Linked DNA regions of Bombyx mori: region 2 is linked to region 1. A link is a contact called in public Hi-C data. All regions are on one chromosome and are shown on one strand. Each heading gives the region's core, a stretch centred on a gene start, on an enhancer-like site or on the middle of the called end of the contact. The rest is flanking DNA. Distances are from core to core; before and after follow the strand shown.

Region 1 (3,386 bases), core at 250-2,749:
ATCTAAAAAAAAACATGTTCAAATCACCGGTTCTGAAAAATAGCAACAGTTTGAGAAGAACTGATGAAACAAACACAGAGAGTTAATTCTGTATATAGTACTATGGTTTTCTGTAATAGAAATTCTTGGTGTCATTAAAGACGACGACAATGGTTAGTATATTTGATTGAATCCACAAATTTTTAAACACTAAAGCTCATTATTTTTATTTGAGAGAATGTTACTTTTTATTACATACATTTGTTTCACTTTACGACGGGTCATTACCATCGCTAATGTCCACACACTTAGTTAACGGTTACACACTATTTAGAACCTTAAAGGTAGCGCGATTGGCACTATTTCGAACCATCTACATACTTCGGGTTCTGTTTACATTGTAAGTCAAAAGATGCAGTCTTATCGTGAATAAATTTAAGCACTATTCGTGGTGTTGGTATTTTTTTTCAATTCTTTTGAGTAAGATAATTTCACTGAGGTCTTGTAGTACATATATGTAATAAACACTGATTGTCACGTATAGAGAACAGAACTCGAGAAAAGTAAATTGTCGGTCAGATATTTCACGACCTAGTTTGGCCTAGTTAAAGGTTATCTTCATTTGTTAAAATAATGCCACCTGGCTACAAAATAGACAATCTATGTAGGTCGCTATCTTCGGTTTTCAGATAGCTACGTAAGGAGGAATTAATAGCCCACCGAATCTCACACCAGATCTTCTTAGTGGGTCGCGATTCCGATCTGTTGGTTGGATTGCTGCTCTTCCTGCTATTGTTAGCAAATTCTTTGGGATTGAGTCTGTGAGCTCACCTACCCGTCGGTAGCTGGAATAGTCTCTTGGGCTACCAGCGGATAGATTACATGATTTTTTATTTATTTTTATTTGAAGAGTTAATTGAAGCGATTTTTATACTTTACTAGCCTTACTCGTCCGCTTCGCTGGGCATTTAAAATTAATTTGTTATTAGGGAGTCCAAAACTCATACAAACATTACCCTATCCATTCAGTACATGTATTTTCTATATGGATACCAAGTTTCAAGTCAATCGGATGCAAAGTTCAGTAGTTATAACGAAACATCCGTAAAAACCACTGTAGATTTATATATTAGTATAGAATACACTTTAGTTCATTTATACTCCCAGAACAACCCACTAACAGAGCTCTGTAGTGGGTTAAAAGGCACCCTACATTCTTTTCCAGAGTTCACTCTATTTCCATACCGAATTTCGTCAAAACCGGTTCAGGCGCAAAAGCGTAACAGACAAATAGTCACTTTCGTATTTTTAAGACGAGTAAGAATTTTTTGACTGAACTCTGTTAATTTACGTGCAGATAACATTTCAATGTTTTTTTTTTCAAGTTTATTCATAATCTTAAAAAAAAAAACACTCGCCAAAACAAATATAAATTTTTCACGGGCCGCTTCCCATGAAATCGGCAGCACGCTCCGAACAAATACGCACGCACGTATGTAGTTGTTACGATTTTCTCACGACAGGCCCGAGTCGACTCGGCGATCGGCGATCGCGTGAGCAAACGATATAATCTCGTCCTCGCTGCAAGTTATGGGGCATTGTATGAAAATATTAGGCTTAAAAGCGCTGTCAGATACGATGATTGCTTGTCGTTATTGGTAATACATGGGACACTTTTGTTTCGCAATTTATTAACGATACTGTTCTCGTCTTGCTGGCACTTGAAGCTTTCTTTAAGCATCTTTATTAACTTTTATTCGATAAGAATCATATATTTTTTGCTTTTTGCATGAAGTGTTGTTTTTTGGACGAAGCGTTTTATTCTAATACTAACGACCCGCCCTCGCTTCGCTTCGCTTCGGAAACTGTAATTCATTATTGATTTCTTCACTATTTAATGGATGTTATTATACATATAAACCTTCCTCTTCAATCACTCTATTTATTTAAAAAAACCGCATCAAATCGGTTGCGTAGTTTTAAACATTTAAGCATACATAGGGATAGAGAAAGCGACGTTGTTTTATACTATGTAGTGATAACTTACTTTTTATAGGTTACGTAAAGACTTCATAAAACATTTATTTATTTTTAAATACAAATAACTTTTGAAATATCTTCCAGAAACTCGGTTAATTAGTCGCGTTGTCTTCACAGCGAGTGTCTGTCAATTTTAATATTCTCGACAGCTTTCTGTTTTCTTTTAATATTTTGGCAAGCTCAATATTACTAACGCAACGTAATTCAGAACGCACTTCTTCAATGGTTGAACCTAGTTTTCATTATTCAAAATCATGCAGCAGCTATACAGAAATACAATCGAATTTACAGGTAGTAATAGTTTTTTTTTATGTAATGTATTTAAATGACAATTTAAGAATTGAATATTAAGAAGGCAGACATATTCCTCATTTCGCTATGCCTAAAGCAAATCATTTTCAATTCGGCATTAATGTTTAACTCTGAGTTCATAACATATTTTCTTTCTTGCATTGTAATTGTCTAGTAATAAACAACAAAGTCAAAGGTCAAGGATAGTACATATGTACTACTTATAACACTGTTAATATCACTATCTCATAGCTGACATTTAGCGCGGTCACGCTAGTTTTATCAATTTAAGGTTTGTCCACAATAGTTTTAGTTACATTTTAATTACGCACAGATCTATGCTTATGGGAATCAATAGATATATGTATATTCAAAGATTCACGTACTTTGAAATCGTCACGCCATTTCTTTTATTTTGATATTATATTTTTTATTATCTTGATATTATTTTCGAATTCAAAAACCAGTTGAAGCCGCAGAAGGTCCGATAAAAGAGACGTGTTTTTTTAAAAGTAAAGAAAAAAAAACTTCAAGACACCGTGTGTGTGTACTGCACTTAATTTTCATAGAAGAAAAGCATCCGGCGTTTTAATGAATCATAATTCGTAATTAAATAGAACAATGAACGGTCATCAATCAATTCTGATCTGATCCAATACGCGCGGCTATATCTAGTTACAAACTAATTAAGACTAATAGAGTATTCGAGGTCAAATAGTGTGTGTAATGCCGAATGTTGAGAAAAACATGCAAGGTTTTTCCTTTGTTTCTTGATTCAAACGATTCCCTGTTTCCTGTTTGGATATTAACACTAGAGCACTCAATTCTTTTATTCCATACGACGTCTTCATATACGTAAGCCTAAGTTTTTAAAAATAAATAAATAACATGAAATTATTTACAAAATTATGAAAATTTGCATATTTTTTCCTTCGTCGTCGAAAACATTCTTTAGTATATATTAAGTACTTATTAGAAAAAATACAGCAAAATTAGGTACAGTCGCTCGATACACTTTTGGTGCTTTTAGAGTTTTGAACCACCGGTCACCGTTCTTGTCTAACTCGTCGAATACG
Region 2 (3,386 bases), core at 353-2,852, 55 kb after region 1:
GTGTTCTCATATCGGTCGGATATGTTCTTTTTAAGCGGGGATGAAAGAGAACCGATGACAATAGGCACAGCTACTGGCTGTGCTTCTAATTTTGCTAGTCTCTAAATAATGGCAACCAGTTACGTTTGATGAGCTTAAAAGTTGGCTATCGTCGTCAAAACATAAGCAATCATCAACATGAATGATAGATAATTATCAGGTGGTGCATTACTTTATTGCTACAAACCAAAGTTACGATGAGTGAAACAATAGAATTCTCTAAACTATAAAGCAAATGTCGGAACTTGAAAAACTGGTTTGAAAGTAAGAATCGTAGGTGTTCTTCTAAATAATTAAATATGAATTTATAATTTACAATATTTACGATTTAGATAGGCGTTCAATGTATTGACGAAATCACTGACATCATTCTAAAACAAACTTATTCTATGGCGTTTAGATATTAATTAAAATTAACATAATTGTATTTATGTACATTTATACCTGTGAGATACATTTATCCCTGTTTACTAAAATAAGTATTAATTGTGTTTACATTAGTTAGCTTCAGTTTATAGTCCAGTTTACATGTAAAGCAAACCACCTATTTCTGTTTTAACGTTATTGTAAACATTTCCATAGCCCAAGATTTCGTCGACTCGAAATGCCCAATGCCAATGAACTTGAATGCATTCCACTATCGAAAGACGATAAACGATTCAATAAAAAGATTTGGTTGATTAAAAAGTTCGTCCTTGTTTCTCGTTGGTCCTTTTGTGATTCCTTTGAGGTTGCATTCCCTTGGCGAGCGGCCGTGCCGAGCCCGCCAACGCGTACGGATGCCGCGGACCGTTGCCTCGACCGGCAACAAGCCGCCTGTCCTCTTGCTCGATTGAAGAAACGAACGAGTTTTTAACAATTGTAGAAGGTATATTCGATAACTTTACGACATTCTGTAAGACAATCCAGGCGATCGGATTATATTGCTTCGAAGTTCCTCTCTTTTAACCTTTGGACATTTCGAATTCAGAACTTAACTTGAGGTTACATTATGTTGAGACATTTATTAAAACAAAATTCGTCAAGGATGTCACATAGTGGTTCGGGTAAATATTGTGACGAGACGAATGTAGGACACACGATAAATAAGCACTTCGCGCTATCGGTTCAGATAAAATAATGTCTTACTAACCTGATGGCTCGGCGCTATCGCTCATAATCCAAGCTGCATTTTAACCTCAAATAGCACCTTCAACACGGTCACATTAATCGAAGGCCACAGGAATGTCACGTTGCATAATACCACTAAGCCTTCACAAAAAAACTACGGGATTATTTAAAAAAAATACACAACCGCGGATTACGTACTGTTAATATTCTGTTATCATAAACACACGAATGCACAGTTCGATGCACGTTTATTAGTTAACAAACGACGCGAGTATCCATGCAGAAGTCCATCAGATCGCATATTTATTATATAGGTTGTATAAAACAAGCACCATTGAAGACTCTGTGTCATAGAATTAATGCATTTTACGACAAAACATGTAACAGCCGTGCGCTGCACGCCGTCTGACACGACGAATATGGCGGATGAATTCGAACTACGCTTGCGCGCGGCGACGCAGCCGTTGCTTGCCGGTTAGGACAGGTACAAAAACAATGGCAGACGTGCTGCCATCTACTGAAGTTTAATAGAACTAAGTCTAGTTTTGTTTCACTTTAACATTACTTAACATGTTTCACGTGTAGATGGCAGGTGTGCTAATTATCTCACTATAATATATTATTGATTGTTGTGTTAATGTTTAAATAAAATAATGCATTTTTAAATTAACGACCTTAATATTCTTAGCAATACACAAGACATAAACATTTTTTAAAAAATGTTCCATGAATTCACAGTAATATATTTTTTCTCGTAGGTCAATCTTTCTTTAGAGGTTATTGCTTTTTCTGACTTTGACAACACATAGGTACCCTTTTCTTGGTGGATTGTTCAACTTTTAAAGCGTAGATTGGATTATGTTTCCTATTCCTCCAATAAAGAAGGGCAATGTGAAGTTGTCGGTGAACCGTTCGATATATCTGTATCTGGGTACCGGTGGCTACATGACCTGGATCGCTTGAAGAAGAAAGACGTCTGAAGCGGATGATTTGTAGTCTTAGCAAGCTTCAGAAGATTTGATCGAATCAGACTAGAATTACAACGACTGCTCAGAGATGTCCGAGATGTCGCTCTGAGTGATAAGAGTCGAGATAGCGAGTAACACTATCCGCAAGGTGAAAAATTTCCCCTAACATAATGTTTAAGATAAAATTTAAACAAGCATTTTCGAAGTTTTTTTTTTTAATGAAAAGGTCCAAAGCTCCTCGATAAGTGTTAAACGAAAACAATTCGTAAAGTTGTTAAAGAAAACAGGTGAAAATAGTTCTTCGCCTAATTTTGTAGATTACGGGTTAGATAGGTATTTACAAAACGTATTACATGTACGCATTTCCTTGGAAAACTTGATAGTCTTTTTTATTGCTTAGTTGGGTGAACAAGCTGACATCGGCTTTCCTGGCCTTTAGTGCTTACCAAAGCCCATAGACATCAACAATATAAATACAGTCCACCGAGTCATGAGTTCTAAATCGCTGTCTCTAAATTATAATACCTACAATAAACTCAATCTGTAGGATTTTTACCCGGACACAGTCGTATCGCCCGATATGAGTACACCGGGCGACTTTTACTTTAGGCCACTACAACTGTAATAACAATTTGATGTCTTCTAAAGTTGATCAGTTAAGGGTCGGTTGATTCACTGTTGATAGGACCTCTTGTGAGTCCGCGCGGGTGGGTACCACCACGTAGTTTCAGTTTGAAGGGCGGGGCAGCCGTTGTAACTATACTTGAGACCTTAGAACTTATATCTCAAGATGGGTAGCGCATTTACGTTGTGGATGTCTATGGGCTCCAGTAACCACCTAACAGGTGGGCTGTGAGCTCGTCGACCCATCTAAGCAGTAAAAAAAAACAACCAGTCTCGAAACAATCAAGCAAAAAAAAACCAATAACATAAAAGAGGTATTTATTTATTTAAAAATATTTACATCACATTTAATCGTTATAACCCCGAACATTTCGTGCAGTGTAGATCATTTTCTTCTCGTTCTGTATCTAAGGGCCAGCAGCGCGAGGAGATGGAAGGTGATGTAGAGCAGCAGCAACGCCGATATATCCAGCCAGAGGTTGCTGCTCGTGAAATCGTACTGCATGAGAACTTCGTCGCCGGTGCTCACGCAAGGAACGCCAGTTGAATTCGAGTTTGTACACGCTGAAACACGAGGCAGTAGCTAGTAATAGAAGTCGTTTTGGCCTAAAGGATAAGACGTCCAGTGCATTCGTGGTGAGCGAT

Evidence for each region. Hi-C and Micro-C count contacts between places; a contact is called where the count stands out from the background.
Region 2: a Hi-C map of midgut shows a contact between it and region 1, with 1.6 times the contacts expected there. The contact joins the promoter of LOC101741553 here to the enhancer-like site in region 1. A contact is called at or near these places in 2 of 7 Hi-C or Micro-C datasets (midgut and whole pupa).

Annotation. Positions count from the first base shown.
Region 1 is chr10:14,214,587-14,217,972 of ASM3026992v2, forward strand. All of the region lies in intron 1 of LOC101741553 (rho GTPase-activating protein 21), which reads right to left. Among protein-coding and RNA genes, the nearest start is that of TRNAE-CUC, 25 kb to the right of the region's middle. Within about 2 kb of position 1,500, at least 2 of the 8 cell types and tissues checked have open chromatin away from gene starts, as enhancers often do.
Region 2 is chr10:14,269,352-14,272,737 of ASM3026992v2, forward strand. LOC101741553 (rho GTPase-activating protein 21) reads right to left here and starts at 1,603. Exons shown (of 22, transcript XM_062670701.1): 1 at 1,172-1,603. The coding sequence starts at 1,196. LOC134199555 (a long non-coding RNA gene) reads left to right here and starts at 1,958. Exons shown (of 2, transcript XR_009974100.1): 1 at 1,958-2,265; 2 at 3,154-3,305. -w-2 (scarlet) reads right to left here. Exons shown (of 14, transcript NM_001256993.2): 14 at 3,043-3,305. The coding sequence ends at 3,127.